4 separate regions of the Mus musculus genome follow, and regions 2, 3 and 4 are each linked to region 1. A link is a contact called in public Hi-C, HiChIP or PLAC-seq and promoter capture Hi-C data. All regions are on one chromosome and are shown on one strand. The core of a region is the stretch at or near the end of the contact, and the rest is flanking DNA. Distances in the headings are between cores, read along the strand shown.

The links. Hi-C and Micro-C count contacts between places; a contact is called where the count stands out from the background. HiChIP or PLAC-seq counts read pairs in DNA pulled down with a chosen protein or histone mark. Capture Hi-C pulls out chosen DNA fragments and counts their contacts.
Region 2: an H3K27ac HiChIP or PLAC-seq map of thymic regulatory T cells shows a contact between it and region 1, with 11 times the contacts expected there. The contact joins the promoter of Tmem135 here to the promoter of Ctsc in region 1. A contact is called at or near these places in 1 of 39 promoter capture datasets (embryonic stem cells) and 5 of 115 datasets of contacts at active chromatin or transcription factors (acute myeloid leukemia, large pre-B cells, microglia and 2 more).
Region 3: a Hi-C map of CD8 T cells shows a contact between it and region 1, with 4 times the contacts expected there. The contact joins the promoter of Picalm here to the promoter of Ctsc in region 1. A contact is called at or near these places in 2 of 39 promoter capture datasets (liver and pre-B cells), 1 of 484 Hi-C or Micro-C datasets (CD8 T cells), 1 of 115 datasets of contacts at active chromatin or transcription factors (thymic regulatory T cells) and 1 of 9 other capture datasets (liver).
Region 4: a contact with region 1 is called in a promoter capture Hi-C map of liver, with 2.9 times the contacts expected there. The contact joins the promoter of Eed here to the promoter of Ctsc in region 1. A contact is called at or near these places in 1 of 39 promoter capture datasets (liver) and 2 of 9 other capture datasets (adipose tissue and liver).

The regions. Positions count from the first base shown.
Region 1 is chr7:88,276,775-88,279,539 of GRCm38.p6, forward strand. Ctsc (cathepsin C) reads left to right here and starts at 1,311. Exons shown (of 7, transcript NM_009982.5): 1 at 1,311-1,600. The coding sequence starts at 1,429.
Region 2 is chr7:89,337,351-89,340,245 of GRCm38.p6, forward strand. It overlaps Tmem135 (transmembrane protein 135), which reads right to left and starts at 1,437. Exons shown (of 15, transcript NM_028343.5): 1 at 1,098-1,437. The coding sequence starts at 1,238.
Region 3 is chr7:90,128,712-90,131,514 of GRCm38.p6, forward strand. Picalm (phosphatidylinositol binding clathrin assembly protein) reads left to right here and starts at 1,502. Exons shown (of 20, transcript NM_001360867.1): 1 at 1,502-1,991. The coding sequence starts at 1,862. It overlaps 2310010J17Rik (RIKEN cDNA 2310010J17 gene), which reads right to left and starts at 1,225. Exons shown (of 3, transcript NR_046007.1): 1 at 1,161-1,225.
Region 4 is chr7:89,979,443-89,982,299 of GRCm38.p6, forward strand. It overlaps Eed (embryonic ectoderm development), which reads right to left and starts at 1,534. Exons shown (of 12, transcript NM_021876.3): 1 at 970-1,534. The coding sequence starts at 1,083. RefSeq lists a promoter at 1,370-2,857, an enhancer at 1,793-1,829 and cis regulatory regions at 1,801-1,808, 2,004-2,011.

The DNA of each region.
Region 1 (2,765 bases), core at 61-2,560:
CCTTTAAAAGAAAATGCTAGCTTAATTATACAATGTCAATTCTTAATCCTATAAAGGCTTTTGAGATCTAGAAGGTGTCAGCTCCTCCCCATTTAGCTCTTGTAGCCTAGTTTCATATGAAAGAACACTCTAGCCCCTTAGTTATCAAGAAGGACCCCTATCAAAGTGTGCCTTCAGGCTTAGAAGCCTGAGTGTTTTTAAAGCAGAATTCAGAGACAGAAGTGGTTTGTTCTTCAACCACATTGCTTCCTCGGACTGCATGTACTCAGTGGAAAAAAAAAAAAAAAAGTCTGCACATAAATATCTGTGATCTGTGGGATGGGGTTTAAAAAGAAACAAAGTGCACAAGCCTACTAGGTCAAAGAGGCTCATCAAGTCTGCCTGGTTCATCTCTGTATTCTCAGATTAGCTCAGAATGATCATGATCCCAGCCAACAACAGCCAGGCAACTCAAAACAGCTCTCACAAGAGCAGGATGCTTCGCTAAAGATTACTACTTAACAATTGCAGGCAAGAAGACTGACAGAGGAGGCAAGGTTCAACTATGCTCCCTTCAGCTCGCCCTTGGGAAAGCCTGACACAGGAGCTCAGAAGACCACTTCATCCTGAGCAAGCTACTTCCTCTTTCTCTAATTCTTGCTTTCATTCTGAAAACAGAAGGGCTTGAGCAATGTGATCACAATGTGATCACCCCAGTCACCCGCAACCCCCACCCCATTCAACTTAATCCTAATAAAGTTCCAGGGAGGGAAAACAAAACAGATTCACCCAACCTGTAAAGGTTCACTACAATTGAAATCTTCGGGTAAACAGGCAGACCGGAAACCAAAGAAAACCCTGAAGATAAAAAGCTAGATTTGGTAAATGGAACAGAAATTCTCAAGACTATCTTAGGTTAGCTAGTAAAGTTTTTCCACGGAGTCAGAAATGCAGGAAAGTGCACCAAAAACAAGAGAAAGAGAATTAGCCTCAGTAGACTTTAAGACTCTTGTCAACCCTGTATTGCACAGGGTAGATTCTATTTTAATCACACTGGCATTACAAAACACCGCTACAGAGTTCTCAGCTTTGGCGTTCCTTGAAAGGCAGAGGTCCCCAAAGGCCACTTTCCTTCTTCCTCCTAGTGGTGCCTGTCCCCACCCTACACTGTCACTAACTAACTTCCTCAGGCCACCTCGTGCTGCCTCACCTAGTCACACCCTGTCCCTCCCTACATCTCAGTCACTCCACGCCCCCGTCCTCACAGCCTCGCCGCTCCTCCCCCACCTCATTCTGTTCTCACCACCCTGTAACCCCGCCCCGCGGACCCTGGGTTTCCGGGCTCTTGGGTATTTTAAGGCGGGAGCCACTAGGGTCGCCTGACTGCCATCGAGTGGTGTTCCAGTTGAACTTGCTTTCTCTGCCATCTGCTCCGCGGGCGCCGTCAGCATGGGTCCCTGGACCCACTCCTTGCGCGCCGTCCTGCTGCTGGTGCTTTTGGGAGTCTGCACCGTGCGCTCCGACACTCCTGCCAACTGCACCTACCCTGATCTGCTGGGCACCTGGGTGTTCCAGGTGGGCCCTAGAAGTTCCCGAAGCGACATTAACTGCTCGGTGATGGGTAAGCGGCTTCCCAGGGTCCCGAGTTGTCCTTTTCTGTCCCTGAGTCCTTGCCTTGGGGCCGGCGTTTCTGGGTGACTGGAGAGTTAAGAGCTGACGAACGGCCCCTTGGGGGATCAGAGCCAGGGCCGCTAAGTTGAATTTGAGCTGCTGAGAACTTCTAACTTTACACTTATTTTCCTGATTATCTCACAACTCATGTTCAAGGAAACGCGCCCCTGGTTTTTTACTTGTTTTATTTGCTTTGATTTCTTAGAAGCGAGTGGAGAACTGCTTTCTTGACCCTTCACTCAGGTCTGACAGGTTCTTGTTTTTAAAATTCAGAGTCTTGACTGCTGAGCTCAGACTCTAGGAGTTAGCCTTTTTTTTTTTTTCTTTTTTTTTTTTTTTCTTTTTTTTTTCTTTTTCTTTCTAATGGGGGCGCTCCTTCTTTCCCTGTGAGGTAGTGGGAAGAGACCACTTCAAACTGGGCCTGTTTTATCTGCTACTTTCCTTGACATTTCTGGACGCCTTGTTTAAGGAATTTCGAGAGATATACAAAAGCTTTTTCCTGTCTCTTTTGTCACATTTTACAGTAGTGTTTGGATATGACGGAAGCAAACGCAATGCCTAACACTTGGCTCTCAGTGAGTATGTAGTAAATGAAGACTGGGGCATTCCACGTGCCTCGGATATAGGAAAACAGTAGTACAGATAAGAAGAGTGACACTTATGGTCTCCCCAGTCAGAGTTGCACAGAGAAACTCAACTCTGAACTGTAGTTTTCTTGTGAGTAGAATAAATGCTGTCATATATCCCACCTCCCCTGCCTCCAACAAGGAGTCATTTACTAAATTCCAGGTGACTGGGTTTAGCTTAATCCTGGGTGGTGTCTACAATTGTTTCTTTTCTAAATTTGAGCATGGAGATGAGGCAGAAGGGAGAGAAAAGGTTTGCATCGCCTTATCATATGAAGTCTCTGATAAGTTATTCCTTCACGGTAAAATGAGCTAATTCAAGCCAGATCAGGGACCTATCTACCTATCTGTCTGTCTATCTATCTATCTATCTATCTATCTATCTATATCTCAGGTTTATTTGGAAACTGCTTTTGGCAGGGGAGGCAAGATCACAGATCAGGGAAACAGCCTTGGGAAGGGAGACAGAGGAGAAGGGGAAGAGATTGA
Region 2 (2,895 bases), core at 187-2,686, 1.1 Mb after region 1:
TATTCCCCAGTGTCTACACTACGTTAGATTTTATCAGAAATGTACTCTCTAGCCCCCACCAAGACCTACTGAATCAGAAATCCCATTCTAACATGATCCCTGGGGTTTCCTTAAAATACATTAAAGTGGGGAAGCACCAGTTTACATCATGAAAAGGGAACTTGGCTTCTGCAACCTCTCAGGGAGTCACTGTCTTTTCCTGTGTTCTGTCTATAATTACAAATTAGACTTCTCCATTAAGTTACAAACATAATCATACTGTCAAAGATGTCATCAGCCCAAATTACTACCTCAATGAGAAATAAGAATGGATCACTCATTGAGTATTGAACGAACTTTTAGGAAACATACAAAACATACAAAAATGATGTCTACCTTCTCAGCATACAGACAAATGGGAAAATGACAATGAACTTCAGTAGCCAAATAGCACATCTTCAGTGCCAGGATGTGGGAATTTTCTCCCACACAGTGGCACTCACTAGGAGAAGATATCTTTATCAGTTCTCGATGTTACTGGTAGGTTTCCAGATACTCTCTCTAAGCTTCCCTACTTGTAAATCTGTATAAGAAAATGACCTCAGCAACACGCCACTAAAACACCTTCAACGAAATCACCGCACAAAATCTCAAACCAGGAATCTACTCTGGGAACTTACGAAAGAACAAACCGTCAAGTGGCATCTCTGTCATCTCAAACAAGGACAAAATCTGTGACTAAGCAGGCTTGGGGTGGGGGTGGGGGGGTGTACAGAACACCCTTTTTCATATGAAAATGGGGCCGGAGAGTGGTAAAGTGGGCTGAGGGGACACTGTGTGCATGCATTGACTAAATATATACACAGCTCCAACATCTCTCCATCACAGAGTCTCTGAATCCAGGTTCTCAGAGCGATCAAGTGTAAGGCACTTGACCCTACCTGTCCAGAGCACATCCCCATCCTAGCAACAGGTGTCCAGTGACAGTTCACCATCGGGGTCCCCTCCCCCTCCTTCCGCCTAGGACTCCCCCCAGGCCTCTCACCACCCCTAAAGCTGACCTAGAAGCAACGAGCCCCGGGAGGCCCTGCACCTGCACCAGCGCCAGCCCTGCTCACCAGGTACAGGGGTGCGTAGATCCTGAGGGACTCCTCCAGGGCGCCCCAAGTGATCTGCAGGAAGGAGACCCTGCAGGAGGGGTGCCAAGTGTGGCCGATCTCGTAGCAGTTATGAGGGATGGACTTGCTGAGGGCCGCCATGACGAGTGGCGGTGGCAGCTGCGCGTGGTCAGGGGAACGCAGGGTTCGGCAGGGGCGGCAGACACGCAAGGGCGAGGCGGGCGCCGCGCGGGCCTCGGCGTGCGGGGTGCGAAAAGGTCACGGGAGCAGGTTACTCAAGGCCGGAGTCCTCGGATGTTGGCCGTCCGCGTATGGCAGCGCGAGGGGGCGGGGCGCGCACGACGGAGGCGGGGAGGGGAGGCGCATGCGCGCTCCCGCGGATGGGCGGGCTCCGGACGGGCAAAGGAAGCGAGCACCTTCACCCTCCGAATAGGAGCACGACTCAGAGAAGCACAACCGGGAGCGTGATGGTGGATCCCGCCTGGGTCGGGCTATATAGCTCAGCCCTTGTCCTGTCAAAGCCTGGCCAAAAAGAGCAGAGGGTAGTGGAACAAAAGGATTCTGTGTCTTTGCTGGGAGATGGAGGCACTTGCACCACTGTTGTCCCTCGTCCCATTGGTTCACCTAAGACTATCTGCGGTTGCAACACAACCTTCAACATTCTTGCTACTTGCTCAACCTCCTAAGCTCTATTGTGCCTGTGAAGTCTTGAAAATACTAATTTAGATGTGTTTAAATGCATGCTATATGGAAAGAGACAGTAGAGAGACCTGCCAGCCCCTAATGGAGTCCTAGCAACAGAATCCTTCACAAGTGCTTATCACCCAAGCAACATACAGAGCAGAGGCAGCTGCAGTGCAATAGAACTCCTGCCTGGCTAGAGAGCTTAATCTAAAACTGATTGCCATGACAATCCACCTGCCATATAGCCCTTGTGTATAATAACCTGCTTTCTTTGGACTTGTAAATTCTGTACTTTTTAAAGCAGAAAGGCTTTACCTTTAGATCATTCTCTCATATTTATTCAGTTCCTTCTACAATATTTACTAAACTAATATGATTTTCCAGCCCCTGTTTGAAACCCTGGACAGACAGATGTGGAAAAGCTGTGTTTCTGCTGCCAAGAAACTAATGTTCTAGAAGTGAGAAAAGTAACAGATAAGACAGGTGTAAACTATCTGCAAGATGCCTAGCTGTATACATTTTATGTATGTTAAATACCCTGCTAGCTATCACCTGTTTGCTGTGCTGCTTATAAAATGACCACTTCACTAACATGACATCCACACACTAGCCAAAAGGGCCAGAGAAAGGAGAGGGAAGAAAAACTTCTCAGGCTGTGCCTGGCAGCACACATCTGTAATCCTAGCACTTGGAAGGCTAAACAGACAGGTCTGGAGTTCAAGGCCAGGCTGAGCTATGCATTGAATTTGAGACCAGCCTAGGACTCTATCAAAAGACCTTAGCTTTTTCAAAAAGTAAAAAAAAAAAAAAAAAAAAAAAAAAAAAAAAAAAAAAAAAAAAGATAGAAACTTTTAGGTAAGCCTATGCAAATCTGTCAGCTAACATTTCAGCTTGGGCAAATGGCAGCTAAAGGCTGATAGTTATATCACTGCACAAAATGGCAAAACAGATACTAGAGACACTAATAGCATCAGCCATAGTCGCCTCTGGCTACTCAAACATCTGGACACATCATTCTTCCCCACAGATGAATGTACTTCCCATGAGAGACAACTGAAAGTGCCCAATGGTATGACATCCCTTTTGAAGTTCAAGATCTCCCTGAAGATCTGCT
Region 3 (2,803 bases), core at 252-2,751, 1.9 Mb after region 1:
AAATTCCCGGTCATTCCACTGCCTGATAAACACAGGGTACCAAATTACAAATGGAATGCAGATGCACCAAAGGGAGTTTTACAGTTTTGTGAATTCTCAAGCTGGTGTGACAAGAATGAAACCTGCAGCCTTAATAAGAATTGTGAGTTCTTGCCAAAATCACCGTGCTTCAGAATGGCGTGTGAGATAGAAAGGGAATGTGAAGAGACCACAGAATTCCTCATACCACACACAATTTTAAACATCTATTAGCTTTTCATCCGTTGAGAGTTAACAGATTTAAGCGCAATATTCTAGATTTGGTTGGCAGATGGTGTACACAGATTTTGAGTACGCTCGAATCTCATTTGAAACTAGCAAGATTACATAGAACCATGATGGTAACTTAACATTCACAGAGAATTTAAAATTTATCCCTAACTCTTGAGTTAAATGTGGAGCACTAGTAACATTTAAAAAGGCTTTGTTCATAGATCTTCTGGATTTCATAGATCTAAGTCTCGGGATGTAATACTGGTCTAAAATGCCTACAGGGCAGAGTCAATATCTTTCCATGGAAATCTGGCTCACACAAGAGGAGAAAAGAGGCCAAAGGGAAGAAAGGCTAAACCAGGGGAGATCGCAGGTACTGATGTCTGACTCTGAATGGGACTTCTCCTTTTACCGAGCTGTCTCACTTCCTTCTATGGTGTGGACCTTTAATCTCGCTGGTTGTCAGCCTTGTAGGGTCAAGTTAATCACTGTTGACATCACCCTACTACTTCCCTTTTCAAATTCCACTGAAGCTATGTGTTTCCTGTCGTATTTGACACCGCAGAGAATGAATACCGGGCTGGCTTCTATCTAAATTTAGACTGGCAGGAACGTGGCGACTCTTAGTAAGTCGAGATAAACAAAACTAGGTGACGTTTCCAACACTCTCAAAGAAGACGAGGGGGTGAAAAAAAAAAAAAAAGCCCCAAAGCCCTGTTACTAAAAGGGAGAGCGGGGTGCATTTGAAGAGGCCTGTGTGTAGGCTCAGAAAGAGACTGGCTGGAGCCGTTTTCTTTAAGGCAGGAGGAGGGCCGTGGGGTCGGCGCCAAATTGAGCGAGGCGAAGCCCCGGAGCCCAGGCACCTCCAGTTCGGGGTGAAAACTACGCACAGGCAGCAGCTGCCTCACCTCTTTGTCAAGCCCACGGCGTCAGCCTCTGACACGAGGGCGGGCGTCCTCGCCTCCGGGGTGAAAGAGGGGCGCAGCGGGCCGCCCCTCCCCCCCGCCCCCCTACGACACGCGGGGCCCTGCCTCGGGCGACCTGTTGGCAGGGCGCGTCACGTGACGCGGCGGGCCGCGCCGTCCCCCGCGGGCGGGCCTCCTGTTGCGCCCGCCGGGCGGGTTCCACCACGTAGCGCGCGGGCGCCGCCCCGCTCTTCCCTCGCCGGAGCGAGGGAGGGGGGCGCGCCGGAGAGGAAAGGGAAGGGAGAAGGGGCGGGAGGAAGCGAGCAGGGGGCGGAACCCGAGTCACGTGACCTAGGGGCAGCCCGGAAAGCTCCGAGGAGGAGCCTGGCGCCGCCATTTTCCTGCAGCTGCCTGGCCCTCTTACCCGGTCGGGCTCCAGCTGACCAGGGAAGGGGTGGGCCGAGGCTGAGGCGCGGGACCCGGGAGTGGCCCCGACTTGGTGTGGGAGCCCGCCGGGGGAACACGCGAGCCGGGGCTCTCGGAGCGGGTGGCGGCGCGCGGCCCTGAGCCCCGCCCCAGGCCGGCAGGCGGGCGGGGAGCCGGTGGGGGTAGGGGGTGCGGTGGGGGGTGGGGACCCTCGGGCGCTTGGGGGTCCCAGGCCCCGCCGGCTGCGGAGCGGAAGGGGTGGCGGACGAGCCGCAGAGATGTCTGGCCAGAGCCTGACGGACCGAATCACCGCGGCCCAGCACAGTGTCACTGGCTCCGCGGTATCTAAGACAGTATGCAAGGCCACGACCCACGAGATCATGGGCCCCAAGAAAAAGCACCTGGACTGTGAGTGAAGACCCCCCGCATCCTCTCCCGACCCCTCTCCATCGTCCTCCTCTCTCTCTTGGGCTGCCTCTTCCCTCCCTGCGTCTTATCTGCACGATGGCTCCTGTGCCTGGTCGAGCTGTGTGTTCTTTTCTGCTCCCATCACACCTGCCTTTAACGGCCTCTGCTCTTCTCTCAAAAGAGAGAAAAAAAATGTGACAATCCATTGCGCCCCCAGAGATCCCCTGAGACCCTCGCCTCCTAGCCCCCGGCACCACCAAGCCCATCGCGCTCCACCAACTTGCCTCCCACCCAGCTCCTCACTCAGACTCCTCTCCCAGCTACTGCAGCCCCTTTTGCCCTTCCATCCCACCCGTCCCGTACCTCCTAGCAGCCGTCCGCTCAGTGATTCCCCGGCTAATGTCTCCAGGACTCAGGCTCACCGCCCCATTGTTCCATTAGCTTTTTAAAATTCCCTTTCCTTTCTTTTTTTTTTTTTTTTTTTTTTTCGTATTTCCGTACTAACTCTGCTTGGTGGGACCAGATTTCTGTCACTTCTCAGCTCTTGAAGTGTTTTTCCCCTCCTCCCATTTCTTTGTGGTTTCCTTTTCTACCTTTCTATCTACCTTTTCGGTCATCTTTGCCATTCTAGCTTCCGTTAAGTTCCTTTGACTTCTTGTCACCTCCTTCTTTCAATACTATGCCCAGTTACTCGGCTTTTATTCCATTTACGCTTGTGGGGAGTAGAAACAAAGGGATTCAGTGTGGTGTGGGGAAGGCTTTGTGGGAAGTTACTATTTTTATTTGCCATCATTATATTGTCTGAGTTTTGA
Region 4 (2,857 bases), core at 284-2,783, 1.7 Mb after region 1:
AAAAATGTACCTTAGGAGTTTGGAAAGATAAAATGAGCTTTCACTTAAATTTTTTCCCTGACAATTTCCTCATTATAAATTTGACATTTTCATTAAAGTCTAAGTAATCATTATACGAAAGGCCAAAGCCTCTACGCTACCCTATCAGAATATAAGTATCTAATTATTAGAACACGTGTCTAGTACTCTTTACAACGCTTGCATAGTATTTTTTTTTTTTTTTTTTTTTTTTTTTTTTTTTTACGGGGCGGCATTTCTCTAAGCACCGACTTCCCTTAATCTTCACACTTGGCTCAAGTACAGAATTTACCACGGTGGCCTGAAATCTTCCAATCCCTTTACATTAAGCAAAAACTTTCAAACTGTTCCCTCCTTTGCCTTAATCAAAGGTGGCTCCCCCTCTACGATCTTCTCGATTCTACTCCTTCCACAAAAAAGTCGACACGAAGGCACACCGCACTTCCATGGAAAGGGGCATACATAACCGCACGGTCACGTAAACCCAAGCCAGAGATCTATACTTTCCATCCTGAAGATCCCGTAGTGCTCTACAGTGACACAGCCCCTCGGATCCTTACGAGGACCCTTCGTACCAACTTTCCTGGGGAAAACTGAACCTCTTACCTCGAGCATGCCTTTTAAACCAGTAAGTACAATCTCAGATTCGCAATCAGCGTCAAGCCCCCAAAGGCACAAACTCCGTCTCCCACGCAGGGACGATCTGAGCGGACCTCGCAGACCCTTTGGGACCTTTAATCCGCTCCTCGACAACTTTCTGCTTGCTATCTGCCGCAGTCCCAGCTCGAAAGCCCCAGCCAAACCGGACTTCCCCGCACGCCTGCGTTCTCCTGAGCGCGGGTGACACCTTTCCCTCCCCCCACGGCCGCCCGCCCGCCGGCCCCGACCGCAGTTACCAAAGAACCTGAAACTTCTACTCCACAGTCCCGGGACAGGCGGGGCTGCACTCACATTTTCGTCTCCCGAGAGGTCCGGGTTGCTGTTCTCGTCGCTGCTCAACTTCTGCTTCTTGGCCGCGGGCATGTCTGTTCCCGCCGGCGCAGTCGACACTTCCCTCTCGGACATGTTCCTCCGCCTCCCTCCAGGTTCTTGCCGCCTCGGGCGGGGCCTCCGCCACACCGCCGTCAAGCACGCCCGGCCCGAGCCTGCCGCAAAGCTGCCGGCGCCGCCACCGCCGCCGCCCCCCCCACTGTCGCAAATCGCGCCCAGCCGCCGAGGCGGGCGTGCGTGCGACCCCGCCACACTGCTGAAAAAGGGGCGCGCACGCGCGCGCCCTCCCGCACGGCTTCCCGGCTGCTTCCCGTCCCTTGGTCCGGGCGGGCGGTTTTCCCGCCGCCCTCTCGACACTTTGCACCGAGGCGTCGGATCTGCTGGCTCAGAGGGCAGGGGTTTCCTACGTCCCCCTTCCCCACCAGCGCCTAGAGACGAGGCGGAACTCAAAGGGCTGCTCCCTCACCCCCTTCCTGGCCAAGACGTTTCATCCGCAATTGGCTCAATCCTTCGATCTCCGACCCGCTGCAAACGAACGAAAGTCTGTGGCCTGGATCGGCCCACCACTGCTCCCGAGGGAGGGGGGAGGAAAGAGAAGTCACCTCTTGTTTTAGGGGGTCTGTGTCTACGGTCCCTGATGCGGAGCTCGGGAGAACAACTTCGAGTTAGTGTTTACGGAACTTCTCACAGCCTAGATTCTTTTTTTGAAGGGAGAGATTCAAAATCTATAGGCTGTTCCCTGCTCGCCTCCCCCATCGGGCACATGGACGGGTCCCACCTGCAGGTGCGCATGCGCTGAGGCGTATTCTCGCGCTGGGTTACGGAGACGACAGGCCGCCTCCTGGCCCCTCCTCCCCTCGGTTCTGTCTGCTGAACCAGGTAGTCTTTCCACCGGTTTCTGAAGCTTCGGGGAGGATTTCAAAACGGTACCAAATCAGTGCCTACGGACACGCCTCCGTTCTGGGCAGATATTTTATCTAATAAATACTTATTACAATGATTGGTTATATTCAACCGGTTGGTGCCACTATTGGCTTAAGTAAGCCTGTATTTTAAATTACATATTTAGACTTAAGTAAAAATACCTTGTGATGCATGATACATTCTAGTAATCCAACATCGGAAGGGCAACAACGGAAGTACTGCCTGCTCGCCTCAATCTTTAGATCATCCTGGTCGACATAGCAAGTTCCGAGCCAATCAAGGCTATTTACTAAAAACCTGTTTGAAAAAAAATTTTTTTAATTGTATGGATCGGACAGAGTATGGGGGCATGCCTTTTATTCCAGCACTAGGGTGTCAGAGGCAGGTCGATTGCAGTGTGTTAGAGCTACACACTGGTTTGGTCTACACGAGGAGTTCCAGGACAGCCTGGGCTTCGTTATAGACCCTCTTTCCAAAAATAAATAAATAAAAATTACATGGTTCTGAATTGTCATAATTCATAGTCTTAAGTGTTCGTTTTAGCTGTTGAAAGCTGAGGCTCTAGGAAACTGACAAGACCTATAAGTCACTGTGAGCAACTGCATGAGTTTGTGAGACTTAGGTAAAAGGCAATTTTTTAATATAGGGAAAGGTAACTAAATTTGCCCGTATCATTAAAAACTCTTTAATTTTTCATTTTTAGATTAAAAAAAATGTGTGTATGAGTGTGTGTATGTCTGTGCCCCACATGTCTGTACTGGTACACAAAGTCAGAGGATGTTGGATCCCTGGGACTGGAGTCACTAACGTTTGCGAGCCAGCCTGTAGCCAGTCTGTAGCCAGCCTGTAGCCAGCCTGTAGCCAGCCTTAACCACTGAGCCAGCTCACTTGTCCCCTCAGGTACAATCTTGACAGACAAATAATA